Linked DNA regions of Anser cygnoides: region 1 is linked to region 2. The links are chromatin contacts, called in public Hi-C maps. All regions are on one chromosome and are shown on one strand. Each heading gives the region's core, a stretch centred on a gene start, on an enhancer-like site or on the middle of the called end of the contact. The rest is flanking DNA. Distances are from core to core; before and after follow the strand shown.

Region 1 (5,898 bases), core at 1,783-4,282, 94 kb after region 2:
CTTTGGAAGAACTGCAAATAAACCTTGCTATGACCACTACACTTAAAACATCTTCAGTACCTGCAGTATTAAACACTGCCTCTCTCTCTGAAATGCGACTGGACTACCACAAAGAAGATTCCATGAAAAAAAAAAAAAGAACATAAAAGCACTGAAATCATGTAGGAACAAACACAAAGAGGCTGCTACCCAATGAGGTGTGAGAGAAAACGATTAAATCACATGAAAAACCTGTTGCTACCACTTCTACATTTGGCCAACGAAAAGGGATTGAGAGGCCCCACTTGGTAAATATATACTCTCCTTGGATCAAAGGGGTAAGAATGGAAGCGAGTCCTCGGGCTTTATGGACCTGATCCAGTTGGTTTTTCTACTAATTTCTGTGGGATTTGGCTGGTGTCCAGGCAGCATAAACAACCAGGACCAGGGCTAGTCCCGCCTGGCAAATGAAAGCCCTGCTAGCACCGCCAACTTTTCCTCTCTGCCCTAAACCTGCATTTTCTGCTCAGCTCTACAATGCTACGTGAGCGGCAAGATGCTTGCCGGCTCCCAGGAGGGTTTTAGCCAAGCCCAGGAGCTCACATTGCTGCCAAAGGATGCCTGATACATCAGCTCCTGACACTTTCCATCAGTCCCCGTTCACATGCAGCTGTCCTCGCATTTGGCAATGGGATGGGGGTGTTGTCCCCCAGCCCGGACCGTGGTCAGAGAGTTTCCTATGGGCTGTGGGGACTGGGCAGCTGCTGCCTGGCTCCTTTCACTCGGGGAAGGACTGAAAATGGAGCCTCTTCCTAATGGTACTGGAGTCTTTGTCTTGCCGAGGCTATGGGGCCAGAGAGATGAAAGTAGAGCATTTGCTTGTGATTTTCCTGCTTTCATGAGGGCCTTCAGAAAGGCAGGAGCTTTCAGAATAAAGTTTCTGGGGCAGTTCTTCCTGTTGCCTTGCCTCGAGTAATCACTTAGGGCTTGTTTACACTAGAGAGTTGTACTACCAGTATTTTATACAACTGCACCGAAATCAGCACAACACCTGTATTGTGTCTATCGCTACCGTGGTGCGAAGGCGAGCCTACTATTTCTGAGGCCTTGAAAAGCAAGCCAACAATGAGCAGAATGGATAAGGGGAGAAAATGAGAACACTGCCGTGTTTCTTGACATTTCAAACTCGGTAACGACCACAGATTCATTGTGAAATTGTAACTGGTTTACTAAAAATAAAATACTGTTAGATTGTAGACAATTATTCCTAGCTTACAGAACCCAAACAGGAATTGAATCCTTAGTTTTTTTTTTTCATTTTCTTTTTCCTCCCCTTATTATTAAAGGAGAGAGGGAAAAAATGAACAATGTATTACACAAAATAAGGGATTTATGCCAAGCAGCATAATTTGTACAAATACAGGAGACTGCCCAATATTTCTAGTGTACAAAGAGAAGCTCTACAAGCCGTCACATCCACACAGAGGGCTTCACGGAAGCTGCAGTTGCTTGTTGAAGAAACCGCTTCACTTACGGTGGAGCCTGTGTTGTCTTCAGCACTGTCTTCAAAAGGACAGAGTTCCCACCCCAGGATGGTGTCTGTGATCTGAACAAACAGATGAAGGTCTCAGCTTTACCAAATAGCGATGGATTTAACCCCAGCACCCTTAACTCTCACTGGAGCTGGTCACTTCTGTGTTCTGGGTTGGACTTTCCCAATTTGAACAACATCGATAATGATATTACAGCAGGGCTTTGTGACAGCGCAGTCGCTGACACTCAAAACCCACCCAAATACCCTGGCATTCACTGCCAATTGAATTAAACCGTCAAGGTCTGTGAGAGGGAAGTGGCTGTTGGCAAAAAATAGATGCTGAATTCTGTGACAAAGAGCCTGAGGATTAAATATCGATGAATTGGACCAAATTACTAACAAATATACCAACCGATAAAAGTGATGTTTTAAGGTGCTAATGCCATCATTGGGCATTGAAAAAGAAGAAGAAAAAAAAAGAAGTTGCTATCCTAGATACTATAATTTAGACAGGCAACCTAGAGGAGGAAAAAGAAAGGAGTTTCTCTGCATTACTTGGTGGAAGCAAGAGTCTCCTGACCAGAGCCACGCAGGGTGCTTGCAGCAGGGCTCTGATCCTCTCTCCACTCACCCGAACCCAACAGCGTTGCAAAACACACCCCTTTTCTTTTTAAGCACGGCTAAAACCTCACACAAAAAGAAATATACACGCGATAAAGTCAGCCTGGACCCGGAGCCCCGCTCCAGCGCTTCGGGTCCGAGGCCACCTCCACCTGCCGGGGGACCCAGCGGCGGGGCCGGCTGCAGCCGGGGGGCTCCGGGAGACTCAGGGCGGGGGGGGGGGGGGAGAAAGCCCCCCGGTCCCGATCCCGATCCCTATCCCGGTCCCCAGCAGCGCCAGGGAGCAGCTCCGGGCTGCGGTGCGGGCAGCAGGAACCGTGCCCGACTTTTCCCCGTTTGCTGGGGCGGGAGACTTTTTTTTTTTTTTTTTAATCACTCTAAACGCTCTCACTTTTGATGGGATTACAGCTAATTAAAATTTAAAATTCGAATCAACTACCGAAAAGGTCATCTCAAAAAAAAAAAAAAATCCGCAGGCATCTGGTAGCAAAACTAAAGCCGAAGAGCGGGGGAGCGCACGGCCGGGGCTGCTCGGTCCCGGTGCCGGTCCCGGTCCCCCTCCCCTCTCCGCGCCAGCCCCCGGGGGTGCGCGCCCCGCTCCGCGGCCGAGTTGGGAGCGGGACGGCGGCGGGGCCAATGCAGCGGCCGGGCGGGGAGGGGAGGAAGGGAGGGGAGAGGAGGAGGAGGAGGAGGAAGAGGAGGGCAGCGGGGAGGAGGAGGAGGAGGAGGAGGAGGAGGGGAGGGCGCAGCCGGCACCGCGCACCGGCCGCCGGGGCTGGCCGGGGCGCCGGGGGGCTATTGTGTGCGCCGGGCGGGGACGCACGCTTGCACACGCGTTCCCCCCCCCACACCCCCGTTTGCACACTCGTTTGCACACTCACCACCAGCACCCCCCCGCGGCTCGGGAGGACAAATATCGCGAGAGCGGCCGGCGACCAACCTGCTCCGCAGCCCCGCCGCGCCGCCGCGCCCGCGGAGCCCCCGCGCAGCGCCCGCATGCAGCCGCGCAGCCCCGGCGCGCCTCGGTGAGTAGCGGGACCCCCCCCCCCCCCAAACTGCCCCCGCCTGCCCTTCCCCTGGGGGGACGAGGGGGAAAAACGCTCCCTGCAAAGTTGGGGAGTGCTCCCAGTGGCTTTTTGGGGGTGCTCGAGGGGTAGGGGGGCGCCCCGGAGGGGTTGCGCGGGGTCCCCCCCCCCTCCATTTGGTGCGCGGAGCCGGGCGCAGGCGAAGGTCACGGCGGTGCTGCGGGGAGCAACTCCGGGGAGGGAGGTGCGGGGGGGGGGGCACCGCTGGGAAAGGGGGGGGGGGGGCGGGCTCGGGGCAAGTTTGTGGGATTTAATCGCGGGCTATAAATGGGGCTGCTGGAACTTTAAAAGGCAGCAAGCTGTGGTTGGCTGGTAGCGAGATTTGGAGTAACATATGGCATTAAAAGGCGCACAGCTGGAGGTAGCATTTCCATCGCAGTGAAGTCAGAGCAGCTGACTCTCCAGCTTGCGGTGTAATTAGCAAACCGAGCACTCCTCCTTCCCTCCCAGCCTCCCTCCCTCCAGCCTCCCTCCCTCCCTCCGCGCCTCGCTCGCACTCGCGCACGCACCCGCGGCCGCTCCGCGCTCCCCCTGCCCGGCTCCGCGCCCCGGCCCCGCGGGAAGGTAAGGACCCGGCGGGCAGCCCCAGCCCTCCCGCCTCTTATTTTCCTCCTTGCCCTTTAATAACTTCAACGGAAACTTTTTTCTTTTTTTTTTTTCCGCTTTTTTTTTTTTAATTTATTTTTTTCCCCTTCGTTTTGCATGCGGGGTGCTGCTGCTGCTGCTCTGCCTCCATCCCCGTCCTCCTCCTCCTCCTCCTCCTCCGTGCCTGGGAAAACGCCGCTTCCCCGGAGCGAGCCGCGGCTGTTTTGTTGTGATTCCGTGCATGAGGAGCGGGGATAAAGTTTAAATTGTGTGTGTGTGCGTGACGGGGGTAATGCGCTTTATTAAAAGATGCCCCGAGTTAGCGTCGCTGGGAAGAGAGCCTGGGAGTTTGTGCTTTTTATTTATTTGTCTTTCTTGCCTCTTCTTAATTTTATTAAAGTGCTTAGTGGGAGAAACAAAGGTTGGAGGGGCTGCTGCTTTACTAGCTTTTGTTTACTTACAATCAAGTTTTTCCTGTTCGGAGCAGGTGCGAAAGGATGAGAAGCATGTTGTGTTGTTTTCTTCTTTTTTTTTTTTTCTTCTTCTCCCCCCCTTTAATAAAACTATTACAGACAATTAACAGTAAACGTTATCTCCAAGGCTGTTTCTTTGGCTTGTGTTACCAAAAAGCCGATCTGTTTGTTACAGCTGCTAGGAGGCTTTAGTTTACAGTAGCATTCAAGTTTTTCCTGTTTTGAACAGGTTATGAAGGAAGAATGGAGTTTCCAGACCATAGCCGCCAGTTGCTGCAGTGTCTGAGTCAGCAGCGTCACCAGGGCTTCCTGTGTGACTGTACTGTTTTAGTTGGAGAAGCTCAATTCAGAGCTCACAGAGCCGTTCTTGCCTCTTGCAGTATGTACTTCCATCTTTTCTACAGGGACCAGTTAGACAAAAGGGATATTGTGCATCTGAACAGTGACATTGTCACAGCCCCTGCCTTCAGCCTGCTGCTCGAATTCATGTACGAGGGAAAGCTGGAATTCAACAGTCTCCCGGTGGAAGATGTGCTGGCTGCGGCTAGCTACCTCCACATGTATGACATTGTGAAAGTCTGCAAGGGCAAGTTGAAAGATAAAGAATTATGTCCGGAGGAGAAGATTAATGATGAGGTGGCCGGTTTGGAGAAAGCGGAGCATTTTCTAGACGCCGGAGCGCCCCTGGTCCACGAGTTTGACCCAGGAAACAAACAAAAATTCAGCGTTGCAGAATACGACAGAGCGGCAGGCAAAGAAAAGGTCAGCAGTCACCCCGCCTGGTCCTCTGATCATATAAGTGTCAGCTCTGCGCCGACAGAGGCAGAATCGTGCGCCGCAGCAGCTGGAAAAACAAAGGCTAATGTCAATAGTTCCACAGGACCTTTGTCCCAAAGGTCTGTTAACCATACCCTGGCTTCGGGTGATGTGGACTGCGCGCTGGATTTGTCTTTCAAGCCCGTGCCGGGGAGAGATTCCTTACACCCCTCCTATGTCTTTGGACAGCTGGCTTCCGACAGCCAGCAGCAGGGTACCGAGCCACTTGTTAAAGATGAACAAGACTTGCTGTCAGATCAGGAGGACAGCGAAGCCAGGAGTCCGGAGAGTCAGCATTTTGGGAATTCAGCCAAAAGCCTAGTGACAGGGTTAGGACACATGTTCGCGGGGAATGGCAGCTCTCATGCCCGAGAGGAGGATATAGATCAAGACCGAGACGAGAGTGAGGATGACATGGATTCGTCGGACATCTCCTCGGGCGTGCTCGTGCCTCCCGGGCATATCTGCATTTGCCCCCTGTGTAGCAAGGTGTTCCCGAGCCCGCACATCCTTCAGCTGCACCTCAGCTCCCACTTCCGCGACAAGGACGGCTCGCGGACCCGGCTGTCGCCCGACGGCTCGGTGCCCACCTGCACCCTCTGCGGAAAGACTTTCTCCTGCATGTACACCCTCAAGAGACACGAGAGGACTCACTCGGGCGAGAAGCCCTATACCTGCGGCCAGTGCGGAAAGAGCTTCCAGTATTCCCACAACCTCAGCCGCCACGCGGTCGTGCACACCAGGGAGAAGCCCCACGGGTGCAAGTGGTGCGAGAGACGGTTCACGCAGTCGGGGGATTTATACA
Region 2 (6,193 bases), core at 2,258-4,757:
ATTCCCGGTTCTTTAAAAAGAAACCCACAAACTTCTAGCTCTACAGTGAAAAAGTTTCTACTCTAAGGCTCCAACAAAGAAAGCAGCAACTGCCTTCACTCTGACCTGCCAAATCATCCTGCTCTGGTGCTGCACCGTTTCGGGAGCCACAAAAAGATTGTGACTGTGAATCCTCACGTGAGAAGACGGCCGTACTTCTGGGTTACGGGTTTCTGTTGTTTATAGATTCGCACGTGCACTGGCCTCAGATGGAAACAGTCACCGCTTTGGGCTCCAGATTTGGGTTGCCGCTTTGTTTTCACATGATTTCTCTTACTGCCCCCCCAACCCCAAAAGTGGTTCTTCAGCGGTGTAAATACACCCACTGGGCTCAGGAAAATCATCTCAGCAAAAGCTGTTTGTGTTCTGGGGCACAGAGATGCTTATTTCCCCTCCTCTGACACAGCCAGGAAGGTGACCAGTAACGTACCGGGTTATGGTCCTTGCCCTCGGAGCCCTGCAGCAGTCAGTCGTGTGCAAGCATTTAGGAACTGCACCTACGTCGCTTCCCTGTGGCCACTGCTGGCAGCACGGAGCATTTGTAACTCCCAGCTTGGGAGGAAAAGGCCACGAATACACAGTCTTTGGGGGCTTTCCTGTTCAAAGGTGAAGAGCTTGGAAAGCAGCTCCCAGCCCTGCGCTGAGCCTCACTTCCCCGCTCCTTCCCCAGCCACACGCGTGTGACACGGACGGGGCCCATCCGGCTCCCACCCCCAGCACTGGTAGGCAACCACAAAGCAGTCACGTTTGAGGAAGCTGAGGCTTGGGAAGTTTCTACATCACTGATTTCTAGAAATCTGGTGGGAAAAGAGAGTTGCCTTTGATGTTTTCCTCAGCCTCGGGTCAGATTTCTTATGGGTGAGCTGCTTGAGTGTGCCCCAACTCACGTTCGAACTGGGCCTGGACAAGTTGGCGCTGAGGTGATTTACACCAACACCATCACATCCAACAGCCACATCTCTCCCTGAACAGCACCTGGTGAGTTGTGTGTGAGGACTTGATGAGCATCTTCAGCGTAGGAGATACCCAGGACCCTGCAGTGTCCAAGCTCTGGATGCCCACAAGGCTGAAGCCTGCTGCAGAAGAGGCCCAGCTATACGAGAAGCATAACGCAGCACAAGCAGGCAGCCTCCTGCCTGCCCCAGCCAGCTGGGGCTTCCTCTGGCCCCTGCAGCCCTACAGTTGTCACCTCCACCTCCTCCAACTCCAGCAGAGGCTGCAGGCCTTGCTGGGTCGGAGAGCAGGTTCGCTCGAGCTGTCAGTCCTCCACGTAGCAGAGCCTGACAGAGCGAGCAGACACACCTCAACTACTAATCACCACCTTCCACGGGGAAAAAAGTTTGGGTTTCATGCAGGTAGAGGCTTGACTGACCCCACTCTTCCTGCGGCCAAGGTTGCACTCTGGTTGTGGGAAGAGCCACCACCACTAAAATGAATGAAGTGCTGGATCTCCGCGTCGCTGCTGGGACCCACCACCAGTTACCAGAGAGCAGCCTCAGCCCTCCAAAGCCAAGCAACAGCTCCGACTCCGTGCAGTCATCCGACCTTTCAACGGGGGTTGTGAAATGCTGCACCTTCTTCCTCTCGCTCGTCCTGCATGGTGAGGTCCCACGGCACCATCAGAGAAAGAAGCAAATGAAGCAGCTGGTGACAAACCCATCTGAAAGAGGCTCAACTCCAGAGGCCAGCCTGCCCCATGGCAGGGAGCACTACGGCATGCAGTAGGAACAGACACAATCAAAATTCAGAGAAAGCAGTGTTGGAGTTCCCTCTGGTTTAAAACCTGCCAAGATTCAGCACTTGTGAGACACTCTGCTGGTCTCATACACTGCCACCCACCTGAACTCAGCCCCCTTGCACAGAGCGCTCCGAGCCATGCCCACCTTCACAGGTCGCAGTCCCCAGAGCCAGAGAAAGAATAGTAAAAATTAGGGGGAAAAAATGCTGTTTTATGTGTAGAAATATGCTGTGATTACCCCTTCCTTTTGATGTATGTCACAAAGCAGCAAAGGAAAATTGCAGGCCACATTAAAAGACGTTTGTAGAATAGATTTTTTCCTTCTTAGGAAAATTAAGGCTCACGTTACAAGATTAATAAACTTATATCAATCCCAAAAGAAACTTCAAAATTCCTTTTCACTTACAAAACAGATTTTCTACATATGACCAAATTTAGAAAACAGCCATGATTAAAAGCAGAATGCGATTTATTGTTCTTCATACTTCCCCCGTATGCCTGGGAGTTGCAGCTGAGCTGGCATTACTGAAAGCAGACTGCTAGTGCTGCTCCTGTGCATCTAGCTCAGGTCCGGCAGGCAATTGTAAGGTTTGATTCACCAATGCAGACCACGATTCACTAGCTCCTTGATATTTAATTTACACTTTACGTATCAACTTTTTTTGGGAGGCGGTGATTTTACTGGAAAGGAGAGTATCTCAGAGTTTCATTTTCCTCAAGCTGTTGGCTCTCCCCTCTGTCCCACCAGCAGTAACAAAATGCTGCCAACGCCGATGTTTCCTGCCACAGACATTAGTGACCCCAACTTCTGTCAACCCCTGGGCTTTGGTGAGGAGGGGATTTTGGGGGAACTGTTGTGTGATCCAGCAGAACGTCATCAACAGGCTGATGTTCACCGGACTACTGCACATCATTTAACTTTTCACTGAACATACTTTTGTGGCCATCTGGCTGGTTTTCTTTAGCGTGGCTCCGTGATCTCACTATGAGTCAATGACCAAGTACCCCAGGCGCCCACCCGAGCACACAGACCACACTGTGAGAGCAGCTGACAATAAAACCCATAAAACTACTAGGGTGGGACTCGGGACTTGCACCCCGAAATGCTTCCAGCTCAGTTCTCCATACTGCCTGAAAACCCCACGCAGAGCAGTGGATTTGCAGAATCCTATCCACAGTTAAAAAGTTGGGTGCAGAGTGGCTGGGGAGAAACCAGTATTTAAGAACGGCCCACAGTCCAAAAAGCTTGGGAGGCACCAGTGTAATTAGCAAGCTGCAGGCATGTGCGCAGGCTTGTCTAGCCTGTAGTTATTTCTATCAGCAGCATGAAAATCATCTGTCCAACAGATCAGAGCATCGCTAGTTCCAAGCCTGCTGAAGATACATGCGAAGAAGTGGCTATTTGTATAAAATGAGCATATTGTGGAGTAATTATTGGCATTGGAAAAACCTTGTAATTAGAAACAAGTGGGCGTTCTTTGTTTGTAAACAAATTGCATTTTGGTTCATCAGAGATGCTCCTTTAAGAACAAATTACAGCAGATGCTGCTTGTGTTTCCAGTGATTGAAAGGCCCCACCTGAATAAGCTACAAGAGGGTCACAATTCTATTTAACCCAGCACTTTCCTGGACAGGAATCCTCTTGGCACGGGCTGCAACCACATTTGCAGAGCACAGTGCCCGGGGGGCCTGCTAATCTATCACACAACCTTTTCCGGGAGGCCCCACCGGAGCTCCTGCCTGCTCCAGGAGGGACAGGCTGCCGTTGCCACCTTGCACAAGGCTGGCCACTTTCCTGGCTACAGCTGCTCCTGGTTCCCTGTGTCACCGCTGAGTTGAACACTCTGCTACTACAAATTGTGGGTTTGCACCACAAAACCCCTCCGCAGGCTTTTCTGTCAAGAGCAGTGATGGGAATAATCCACTTTGATGATAAAAATCTTTGCTCTAGGTATCCAAGTACTGGCAAGGAACCATTTTTGTGCTATGTGCATGCACACGTACAGACTGAACGCACCAGAAAGCAAATCGAAATACTCTAAGTACACCTCACATGAAAAGCTTCCTAGCTGGGGCCTATTTATGGTGGAAAGGTTCAGGACAGGAGACTAGGGGCAGAGTCACAATTTTTATTTGTTTAAAAACTGTCTGAGTTGACAAGAGGGCAGGTTCTTAAGCCGATGTTTACCTTGGTGCAAAGGTCAACATCATTTTTGGATCCTGTTCTATTTTTTGTTTGTTAGCCATTATAGGGTTGTTTGGTTTTTGTTGTTGTTGTTAAGTCAAAGGTTACTTTTTAAATAATAAAGAACAGCAAAAAAGCAAAAGGAGGAAAGGGGAAAAGTAGATCAATCATGGTATAAACTCTACCACAACCATGGCAGAAACACCACCACCTGCTGTCCAGAGCAGGATGATAAATCAAGGGCACAGATTTCACAGAAAATTCAGAAAGCTTACAGCAAGCAGCCTGAACTTGGATACAAGGCAAGAACATTCACCATAGAGCTTATAACCTACAGCAGCCATCAGATTAATTACGACCAAAAGCAAGGTTAACTTGCATTGTTCCACGCTGTAGTTTTGTGTTAATGGCAGCCATCATATTCCAAAGCTCAGCCTCCTGATCACCAAAATCGCTTCACGTTGCTACCTGCAGGGTCAGCTTGTTTCAAAAGTTAAAATGAAAACAAATAGGTTCATTTACTACATCTCAGCTATTCTTGGTGGATGCTAATTGTGACCTGATTAGAAACAAAACTACCATTTCATCCAAAACACCTTCCTCAACTTTAAATAAAGACTGGCATGCGTGCGCTCGATAGCCCTTTGTGCAGTATCATCTTCAGTTGTTTCTGAAAGATGGCAATATGGATCTTTTAAATGGCAGTGCAGAAAGTCACTTTTAAGTCACTTGGCTTGAAGTTAGCTCCCTTTCACAGACACGCCTCTGAACAGAATAATTGCTATCTTTTTTTTGTGAAGGCTTTAACAAATATATTTTTTTTCCTCGATTTCTTCTTATTTGGTATTTCTGAGGACACGAGCACTTAAAATTGCAATTATTAAGCAACAACCTCACCTTTGCTTCGGATCTTTCTTCAGCAAACCTGACAAGAGAGATTTTGCTTCAGGTGACAAAGTGCGTGGAAATCTAATCTCCTCCATAAGGATGAGTTCAAAGAGCTTTTCATGGTCCTGGTTGTAGAAAGGGAGCCGGCCACACATCATTTCATACATCACCACGCCAAGGCCCCACCAGTCCACTGCACGACCATAGTCGTTGTCTTCCAGCACCTGCAGAAAGGCAGAGAGAAGGCTTTAGAAGGCATTCCTAAATCAGGAATGAGCGCAGAACTCAAGAGGCAAAATTTACACCAAAAATTTCATGTTCTTGAGTTTCACAGATGAGTCTATCAACACAGAGTATCTGCAGATGATCTCAAAAACAAGTGGCACCACGGTCACTGATTGAAAGAGAGCATTTTAGGTAAGCAAGAGAGGGAAATGGAGAAAGTGTTATGATATGGCAGCTTCCTTCTCCTCTTCCTCCCAGCCTCCCCTTCCCATTAAGCCCACTGTAAGCACAACCTTTGAAAGCCCAAAGGCTAAGGTCTGTTCTCACATTACACAGCCAGCTGCTAAATTCTCACTTATTCATCACAAACTGTTCCAAATGGGATCCCATTAAGAAAGAAAAAAAAAAACACCACCAAGGAGCCATTTTGGGGAGAAAAGACAAGACAGTCAGGCTCTTACTTACTATTCCTTCAGAAGCAACAAACTGAACAGCATGATCCTCTCCATATTAACTTGCCTCTACCCAAAGGGTATGTCACAAAAGACCACACAGCATGCTAAATGACTAATTCACATTAAACACTAAGCGAGATCTCCTCTCCTAGCACCTGACTGGCTGCAAGGCTGTGAAATGGCAGCCAGGCTGTCTTGTAATATTTCCCTTCCTCCGCTCCAGAGGGGAACACTTGCACACCAGCTCCAACACTTTGGGGTTGCGCTTTCTAAGCAGAAAGTGTCAGGGAGCAAGCTTCTTCCCGTTCTCAGAGGAGATGGGGTGTAGCACAGGGTATTTTCCCTTCCCCTGGGCATTTGCACCTAACAAATCCCCAGTTTGTGCATGGACTCGGGACCCAGCAGTGTCCTTTTTCCCTCCTGCTTGCTCCACAGAAGTGCTGTCACGCTTTGTTTCTCGTCTTCTCTATCGAAGGCTTTGTTGAGGAGGTAGGAGTGTTTCGTGGCTTGTGGAGTGGATGTTACAAGGACTTCTCTAGACTTTATGTCTCCCAAGCAGTTGTCTGTAGCTGACACCGACAGTCTCATATTCCAGATCCTGTCCTCAGGTTTTACTTGTCATCTTTAGTCTTTTCACAGGTCTGCACTGAACAGCTTAGTATT

Evidence for each region. A called contact is a pair of places that touch in the nucleus more often than the background predicts.
Region 1: a Hi-C map of liver shows a contact between it and region 2, with 19 times the contacts expected there. The contact joins the promoter of ZBTB42 here to the enhancer-like site in region 2. A contact is called at or near these places in 2 of 7 Hi-C or Micro-C datasets (both in liver).

Annotation. Positions count from the first base shown.
Region 1 is chr5:57,767,626-57,773,523 of Taihu_goose_T2T_genome, forward strand. It overlaps ZBTB42 (zinc finger and BTB domain containing 42), which reads left to right and starts at 3,033. Exons shown (of 2, transcript XM_048069725.2): 1 at 3,033-3,159; 2 at 4,507-5,898. The coding sequence starts at 4,521. LOC125183452 (a long non-coding RNA gene) reads right to left here and starts at 3,152. Exons shown (of 2, transcript XR_007165492.2): 1 at 3,016-3,152; 2 at 1,183-1,585.
Region 2 is chr5:57,673,319-57,679,511 of Taihu_goose_T2T_genome, forward strand. AKT1 (AKT serine/threonine kinase 1) reads right to left here. Exons shown (of 14, transcript XM_066998424.1): 11 at 4,860-5,074. Among named protein-coding and RNA genes, the nearest start is that of SIVA1, 32 kb to the left of the region's middle. Within about 2 kb of position 3,508, at least 1 of the 3 cell types and tissues checked has open chromatin away from gene starts, as enhancers often do. A contact at or near this core is called in liver, where this site is marked.